Linked DNA regions of Mus musculus: region 1 is linked to region 2. A link is a contact called in public HiChIP or PLAC-seq data. All regions are on one chromosome and are shown on one strand. The core of a region is the stretch at or near the end of the contact, and the rest is flanking DNA. Distances in the headings are between cores, read along the strand shown.

Region 1 (3,335 bases), core at 427-2,926, 36 kb before region 2:
AGTGCCCTGAACTTCAGAGAACCTGGAGTCACTTCTTCTAACCGACCAGTTTTTCATTTTTATTGAGTTCTGAATTGTGTCTGAGGTGAAGTAGTAAACAATAGGGTCAAAGCAGCAGTTGGAAACAGCGATGCAGAGAGTGATCGGGTACATGGTCCTCACTGCCGCCACCACAGAGCAGTTAACAAAGGTCTGTGTCCTCATGAGCGAGTACAAAATGAGGTTGATGTTGTAGGGCACAAAACAGAAACAGAAGATGACCAAGTGGACAAAAATCATTTTTAAAACCTTAGTTTTGTTCATTTTGCTTCTACTTAATGTAACAGGTTTATTTAAAGTTCTTAGCACCATACTAGAACAAGTTACGTTCAAAATGAGAGGGATAAAAAAGCCCACTATTTCAATGAAAATCACAATCCTGGAGAGATAAGTTTTCCATGTGGCCGCTGGAAAGTTCTCAAAGCAGGCTTCTGAGGTATTGTTCCCCTGAGAGTGGGTCGACTGAAAGAAAACTGCAGGCGCACTTCCTCCCATCACTGTGAACCACACAGCAATGCAAACGATCTTTGCATTTCGTTTCGTTCTTAAAGTCTTTGACTTAAATGGGTAGACAATTGCCAGAAATCGATCTACACTGATACAGGTTAAGAACAGAATGCTTCCATACATATTGGTGTAAAACAGCATTACTGAAATCTTACAGAGTAGATCTCCAAATGGCCAATTCCGTGTTGCAAAGTAAAAAATCCGAAATGGCAAAGTAAAGACGAAAAGTAAATCTGACATTGCCAGGTTAATCATGTACGTTGTAGTTTCATTTCTCACTTTGAGGGCACAGATGAAAATGTATATCGCAACACAGTTGGATATCAGCCCAAGCACGAAGACCATGCTGAACATGCACCCGTACAGAGTGTACTTAAAGGAGTCGTCATAAGGGCACTGGGAGCCATTGGAGCTTACCATTGTCAGGCAGTGCAGCTTACAGGAGGCCTTTTGTCCGCAGCGCTTGATCGATCGCCTTTGCTATTCAGATGTGGTCACAGCAGCAGCCAGTTTATTTGCAAAGTATTTGTTTCTTTTCCTGTTCTTACAAATACTTTCTTCTCTTAACTCTTCAAAGGAAACATGAAATGTGTTCCGTAAAAGTTTCTAGTAGATTATTCAGGAAAATAGTCTGATTTTCTGGTCGAGAAAATCCATGAGTCTGGAGTTTAGTTAACTGACAGAAAATGCAGTCAAGGAAGCCAACCCATAAAGCTGAAAGTGTAAGGAAAAACTGTTCCAAGTCGGACCAGACCAGTCCGCGTGGAAACTTGTGCTTCAGCCGCCAGGGTCCAAACCAGCTTTACTTCAGTCACAAACACTCGCCGTGCGTCCGTCCGCCCGTCGTCCTCGGGTACTTCTTCCTTCTTTTTATTCTCAAACTTTGTATTTCTACATTGATTCCGGACGGCGATAGGCAGTCGTTTAAGGGATCCCAGATAAATTCCTAAGCATGTTCGCGCTTGCTGAATGGAGAGGCCTTTCGGAGGTTGCCAGCTGTATTGTGAGATGGGCTGTCTCTGAAGTGAGCAAGAAAGCCTTCCCAGATTTGTAATATGACATCACAGGAAGAAGAGGCTGGGTTTGGACAAAGGAAGGCTTCAACCCAGTTGTTTGCAGTTCCTTTAATCTGATAATGTGTCTGCTGGGAATGTACCTAGGAGGCTTGCAAATGGTCACTGGCTGCCCAGCTGAGTTGGGTGTTAACTCTTTTTATGCCAAAATGCTTTCCGGGGATTCTGACAACTTCTCCAAAGTGGTTTGATTTGCTTTAGTTAGTAATAAGTAAGAGAAAGAAAGAAACATAAGGTAGATTCTTTCTCTTCTATTGCTCTTGTAGTTGGGATATTGCCTTCTTTAAAGAAATAAAATGCAGATGGGTGTATATATGTTTATAAATTGAAATGTAGGCGATATGAGTGGCACATTAAAGAACTGTTTGTGCCTGAAGGCAGAACCTTAAGAGTTTATATAAAGCCTTTGACTGAGGCAGGCAGTCCTGCTTCTCTTAGTATCTGGTGTTTTTTAATTGCTCTCCAGCATTTAACTTAATTGGCATGATTGTGAGTAGCTTTAATCCTGGATCTCTTTAGTTTTTGATAAATAATGTTCTAACATTTTTCTTTGAAACTAATTTTCTAGAGCTAGTTCAATTTTAATACACCAAAGACTACATTAAGTATGCCCCCCCCCCGGAGGATTATAACTCAGTAGTGAGAATAGTACTCCAAAACTTTTACTTTTAGTACAGTGTCAGTCTTTTGCCCACAACTTAATATAAGCATAGTGGGAAAGTGTGCTTTGTAAAACGGGCTCCCCCCTTCTGAGTTAATTGAAATAACTTACAGCAGAGAATCTCAGTTCTACTGTTTGTCTAAATGTAGTTTCCATGATTTTATTCTCCTTTCCTCCGTCTCTCCCTTCAGTTTCTTTTACATGTTGGCTGTGTGTTGGGGTATATTCCAGATCTACTTTCATCTCTAAATTTGAAGCTGAAACCCTTCATTTGGGGTCAGTGAAGGCATTTCAGAGCAAGTTTCTCTATAGACACCTTAGTTTACATATTAAGATGTATACTTAAGAGCATGTATCATGTGTTCTATACCTTTTAAATTTGATTACTTTTGATGGTGAATTATAATCTTTTTATTGTTTTGATTAGGAAGTCATCTATGATCAAATAATACAGTCTTATAGGCGGTAAAGATTGAGGGTCTGAACTTCTTTGCTTTGGTTTTGGTGTGGAAAACAGATGCAAATGTGTTCCTATTGGAAGATGGGAACTTTGAGTGCAGTAATGAAAAAAGGGACACTTAATAACATTTTCTTCTCCATGAAGAAACTTTTCTGTTAATAGTTATTTTAGGAAAAATATAAAATTTGAGTGATCCACTTTTAAGTTTCCTTATTGTCATTTTAAAAAACGATTTATTATGTATACAGTGTTTTGCTTGCATGTACACCTACAGTTCAGAAGAGGGCACCAGATCTCACTATAGATGGTTATGAGCACCATGTGGTTGCTGGGAACTGAACTCAGGACCTTAGGAAAAACAGCCAATGTGCTTAACCTCTGAGCTATCTTGCCAGCCCCCTTATTGTCATTTTTACAAATTATAATCGTTTTATGTCCTGGTACTGTCCATGTTTACTTTCATTGTGAAAACATGCATGAATGTGATATACATGCATATATGCAGGCCAGCACTTATACACATAAAAATAAATAGGTCTTTAAAATAAATAAGTAAAATATACTGTCAGCTGATTTTTAGGATGTTGTGATATGT
Region 2 (3,542 bases), core at 397-2,896:
TTATTGGCCTAAGTTTGTATCAAATGTAACTTAAATTAGAATGAAGTTACATTTGTTGATTTATGAGGAACTAAGTAAAGATAATCTTAAGTTTTTCTAAAAATCCTCTTTAAATGTGGACCATGGCAGAATTATGCTCTGCAAACACAGAGTTCTTGTTGCAAATCTAAGAGCTAGGGTGTAGCTTAGTAGTAGAATGCATCACTAGCATATTGAGGCTTTCAGCACCAAAACAAACAACAAACAAACAAACAAACAACCTCTTCCTGGTTATGTCTTAATCATACTAGCATTGGCCCAACAACCCCCTGATGGGTATCAGGTGTTGGTGGTTGCAGGGGCAGGGAGCCTTTGATATGTGGTGGCTGAGAGTGTGCACCTATGTTCATCTCGGCATGTCTGCACGGTCTGTGTCTAGTTCTCACAACTAACTCACATTTTATCTTAACTTGACAGAATCTTGGTCTCAATTGGTGAATCATTTGGGGTGAGTATTTTTTTATGAACAGTGGTGTCATGGAATGTTATATAAAATATACCGGACAGTATGATGCAAGAGCTATGTGCCCCTGTATCATCCTTTATTTAGTGTTCTGTTGTTAAACATCTTGTGTGGACATCAGTGACTTATATTGCAACTAAAAAAGAAATAGAAGATTTTCATAATTTGAGATTAAAGGCACTGTTGCCTAGATAGGTCCTTTAGGCTGTCTCAGGTTATTTTCAAATCAGGTTTAACTTTGAATAATATTCATAATTGGGAAACTTGCAAGTTTTTTCTAAACATTTCTCTGAGATTATGTAATATACATGTAAATAGTCATTTGTATACACACATAAAGTGTTTTTATGTTCCCAGTACTCCCAAAGTGAAACATAAATTCTCCAACTGTATGCATAGCTGCTGTCATCCAGTTCAGTCTGACAGATTACCCAGCAGTCTTTGGATCCCACTGGCTCCAGGGCTCAGGTCATTAACTTCGCCCAGGTCGTAAGTGGCAAGTTCCTGGGTTGCACTAATTTTCTAACCAAACTGGCCAACAGTCAGGGAATCCCTGTAATATCTTTCTTTTCCAGTTTGACCATTTGCTAGAATACTCATAAAACTTTGGAAAATAGTTTACTGACCATAGCAGTTTATTACAAAAGATACAGATGAGCAGCCGGATGAAGAGACACATAGGGTGATGTCCACTGGGGCTTCTGGCCCGCTCCTGTGGAGTCCGCATCTCCAGAGCTCTCCTAAGCCTAATGCTAAAGGATTGGATTTTGTACAAATAGTTGATTAACTAAATGTCTACCCACTTTCCCTACTCTGAAGGTTAGGAACCGTGGTTGAAAATTCCCAGCTTCTAACCAGGGCTTGTCTTTCTGACTCCATACTGATACTAAGGGCCTATCAGGAGTCTCTTTATTAGAACAAAAGATGGCCCTATCTTCCTTATCACTTGGGAAGTTCCAAGGGTTTTAGGAGCAGGAATAGAAGACAAAGACCTCATATCTTTCTATGTGGTAACATGTATGTGTACAATCTCATAGAAATGTTTACAGAAGTTTGAAGTGAGGTCCTCTGAAATGAAGCACAATAGCCTCTGCAGCATGACTCTGGCACTGGCCTCCTCCCACACCCCCGCGCTCTAACACTCCTTCCTGTACTTACTCACCCCACCTCCCACTGCCTTCTGCTCCCTCTCGGTGCTAGTCTTTCTCTGATCAATAAGGACCTGAGGTAAATGTGCTTGCTGCATAAGCCCAGGGGCCTGAGTTTGACCCCAAGAATCCACATGAAAGGTGGCAGGAGAAAACTGACTCCTAAAGTTTGTCCTCTGCTGTTGGCATGTGCACCACAGTACACATACTGTTATATTCACACACAGCGTGCACACATATATAACAACAATAAATACAATTTTTTAAATAATTGGTTTCATGATGAACCAAGCACAGTGGTTTATAATCTCAGAAGACTGAGGTAGAAGGATCAAGAATTTGTGACTACTTGGAAATGAAAAATCAGTTCTCTCTAATAGTCTCTCTGAGGATACAAACTATACTTTCAGGGCAGGTCCTGTACCCAGCAGTAGATAATTTACACAAAACAAACTCAGTGGCAACTTTGGAAGTTCCTTTTTGTCTCCTAGGGCTGTTTTTCTTTGTGTGTGTTACAGCTTTCAGTTTGTGTGTTGAGGGATTCTTGCGTGTACCAACCCGTGCCCTGCATCCATATGCCCACCTCATGCTTTTTCTTTGGCCCTTTTTCTTCTGTGTATTTGTTTTGTCATATTTTAGTTGTTTTATTTTATTTATTATTATTCTTTAGATGCCTGTTTGTTTTCTAACAAAAGACAGAAGGGGTATAAATTCCAGTGGGAGAGAAAAATGGAGGGAAACTCAGTGGGAGAGGGGAAACTGATCAAAATATATTGTATGAACAACATCTAGTTTCAAAAAGAGAAAAAAATAAAAAAGAGTTTGTGGCAAACCTGAGCTACATGGTGATTTGTAGGCCCGCATGGGCTATATAGCATTAATGTTGTTTTAGGTGAAAACAAAAGAGGGAAAGAAAAGGGAAACAGAGGAAGAGAGGAGAAAGAGAGGGAACAGCTGTGTGCACACCCTAGAGCACTGGCTAGTTCTGAGCCCTCCTAACACCGAGGCCCTTTCCTGGTGTGCTGGCCCCAACCAGAACCTTAGTTTTGTTGCTACATCATACTGTAATTTTGATATTGTTATGAATTATAACAAATAATTTTGGAGATAGAGTTTTGCCAAAGGGGTCTTGACCCACAGGTTAAAAAGCACTGCTCTAGCGGTTGGTTGGAGTTTATATGCTAAATAAAATGTAAAAGTTCATTTTACAAATCCTCAGTGCTGTGACAGCTGATTGAAGACGGGCTGTAGCTGCTGGGCTTTACAAAGGAGCTGTGGGACCATTCGTTTACACCTCACGCAAGGCAGCTCACACAGGTCATCACACTTTTGCTTACTGCAGCCTGTGAAACAATGGAGACACTATTCATCCGCATAGTAATAAGGCCCTGGGACTTAGCTTCTGCCATGTTGAATATGTACTCTACATATATTTTCATTAAATTAAGCTGATCCTATCTAATGCACCAATCAGTTCATGTTTAAGTTCTATCTGAAAGTCTAACTTCATTTGTTGGCTTAACTAACATGTAATACACATGCCTGAGACAGTCATGAAATGGAAGCTAAGAGACAGACTGTTTCCACATACTTATCTACTGGGTGAGATTGGGTGGTGTGCCTGTTCTGGCATGTCTTACCAAGGTCACATGTCTAGTAATATTGCCTGGACTAAAATTGTGAAGTCTTTGAATATTTAAGTTAAAAACCTTTATAAATTAGCAACATTTCAACAATGCCATCCATGATGAGTGATGGTTAGTGATATATCAACATCCCATGACTCAATCCACCTCAGGGAGTATATCAGTCACGGCTCCTATGGCCTTCCTTCTTGCTATGTAATCCTCTAAATCACAGCTTTTTTTAAAAAAGGTTTTTGGTTTTTTGTT

The links. HiChIP or PLAC-seq counts read pairs in DNA pulled down with a chosen protein or histone mark.
Region 1: a contact with region 2 is called in an H3K4me3 HiChIP or PLAC-seq map of the SCID.adh cell line, with 30 read pairs. The contact joins the promoter of Lpar6 here to the enhancer-like site in region 2. A contact is called at or near these places in 3 of 39 promoter capture datasets (3T3-L1-derived adipocytes, macrophages and stem cell-derived epiblast-like cells), 2 of 15 datasets of contacts at CTCF or cohesin (CD8 T cells and the NIH/3T3 cell line), 7 of 484 Hi-C or Micro-C datasets (brown adipocytes, embryonic ectoderm, forebrain and 2 more), 13 of 115 datasets of contacts at active chromatin or transcription factors (CD8 T cells, the HPC-7 cell line, the SCID.adh cell line and 9 more) and 4 of 9 other capture datasets (adipose tissue, embryonic tail, liver and 1 more).

The regions. Positions count from the first base shown.
Region 1 is chr14:73,236,232-73,239,566 of GRCm38.p6, reverse strand. Lpar6 (lysophosphatidic acid receptor 6) reads right to left here and starts at 1,676. Exons shown (of 1, transcript NM_175116.4): 1 at 1-1,676. The coding sequence starts at 966. All of the region lies in intron 17 of Rb1 (RB transcriptional corepressor 1), which reads left to right. RefSeq lists an enhancer at 3,241-3,335.
Region 2 is chr14:73,199,770-73,203,311 of GRCm38.p6, reverse strand. Rb1 (RB transcriptional corepressor 1) reads left to right here. Exons shown (of 27, transcript NM_009029.3): 24 at 457-487. Among named protein-coding and RNA genes, the nearest start is that of Mir687, 5.3 kb to the left of the region's middle. Within about 2 kb of position 1,646, at least 8 of the 459 cell types and tissues checked have an H3K27ac peak or open chromatin away from gene starts, as enhancers often do. A contact at or near this core is called in the SCID.adh cell line and extraembryonic endoderm stem cells, where this site is marked.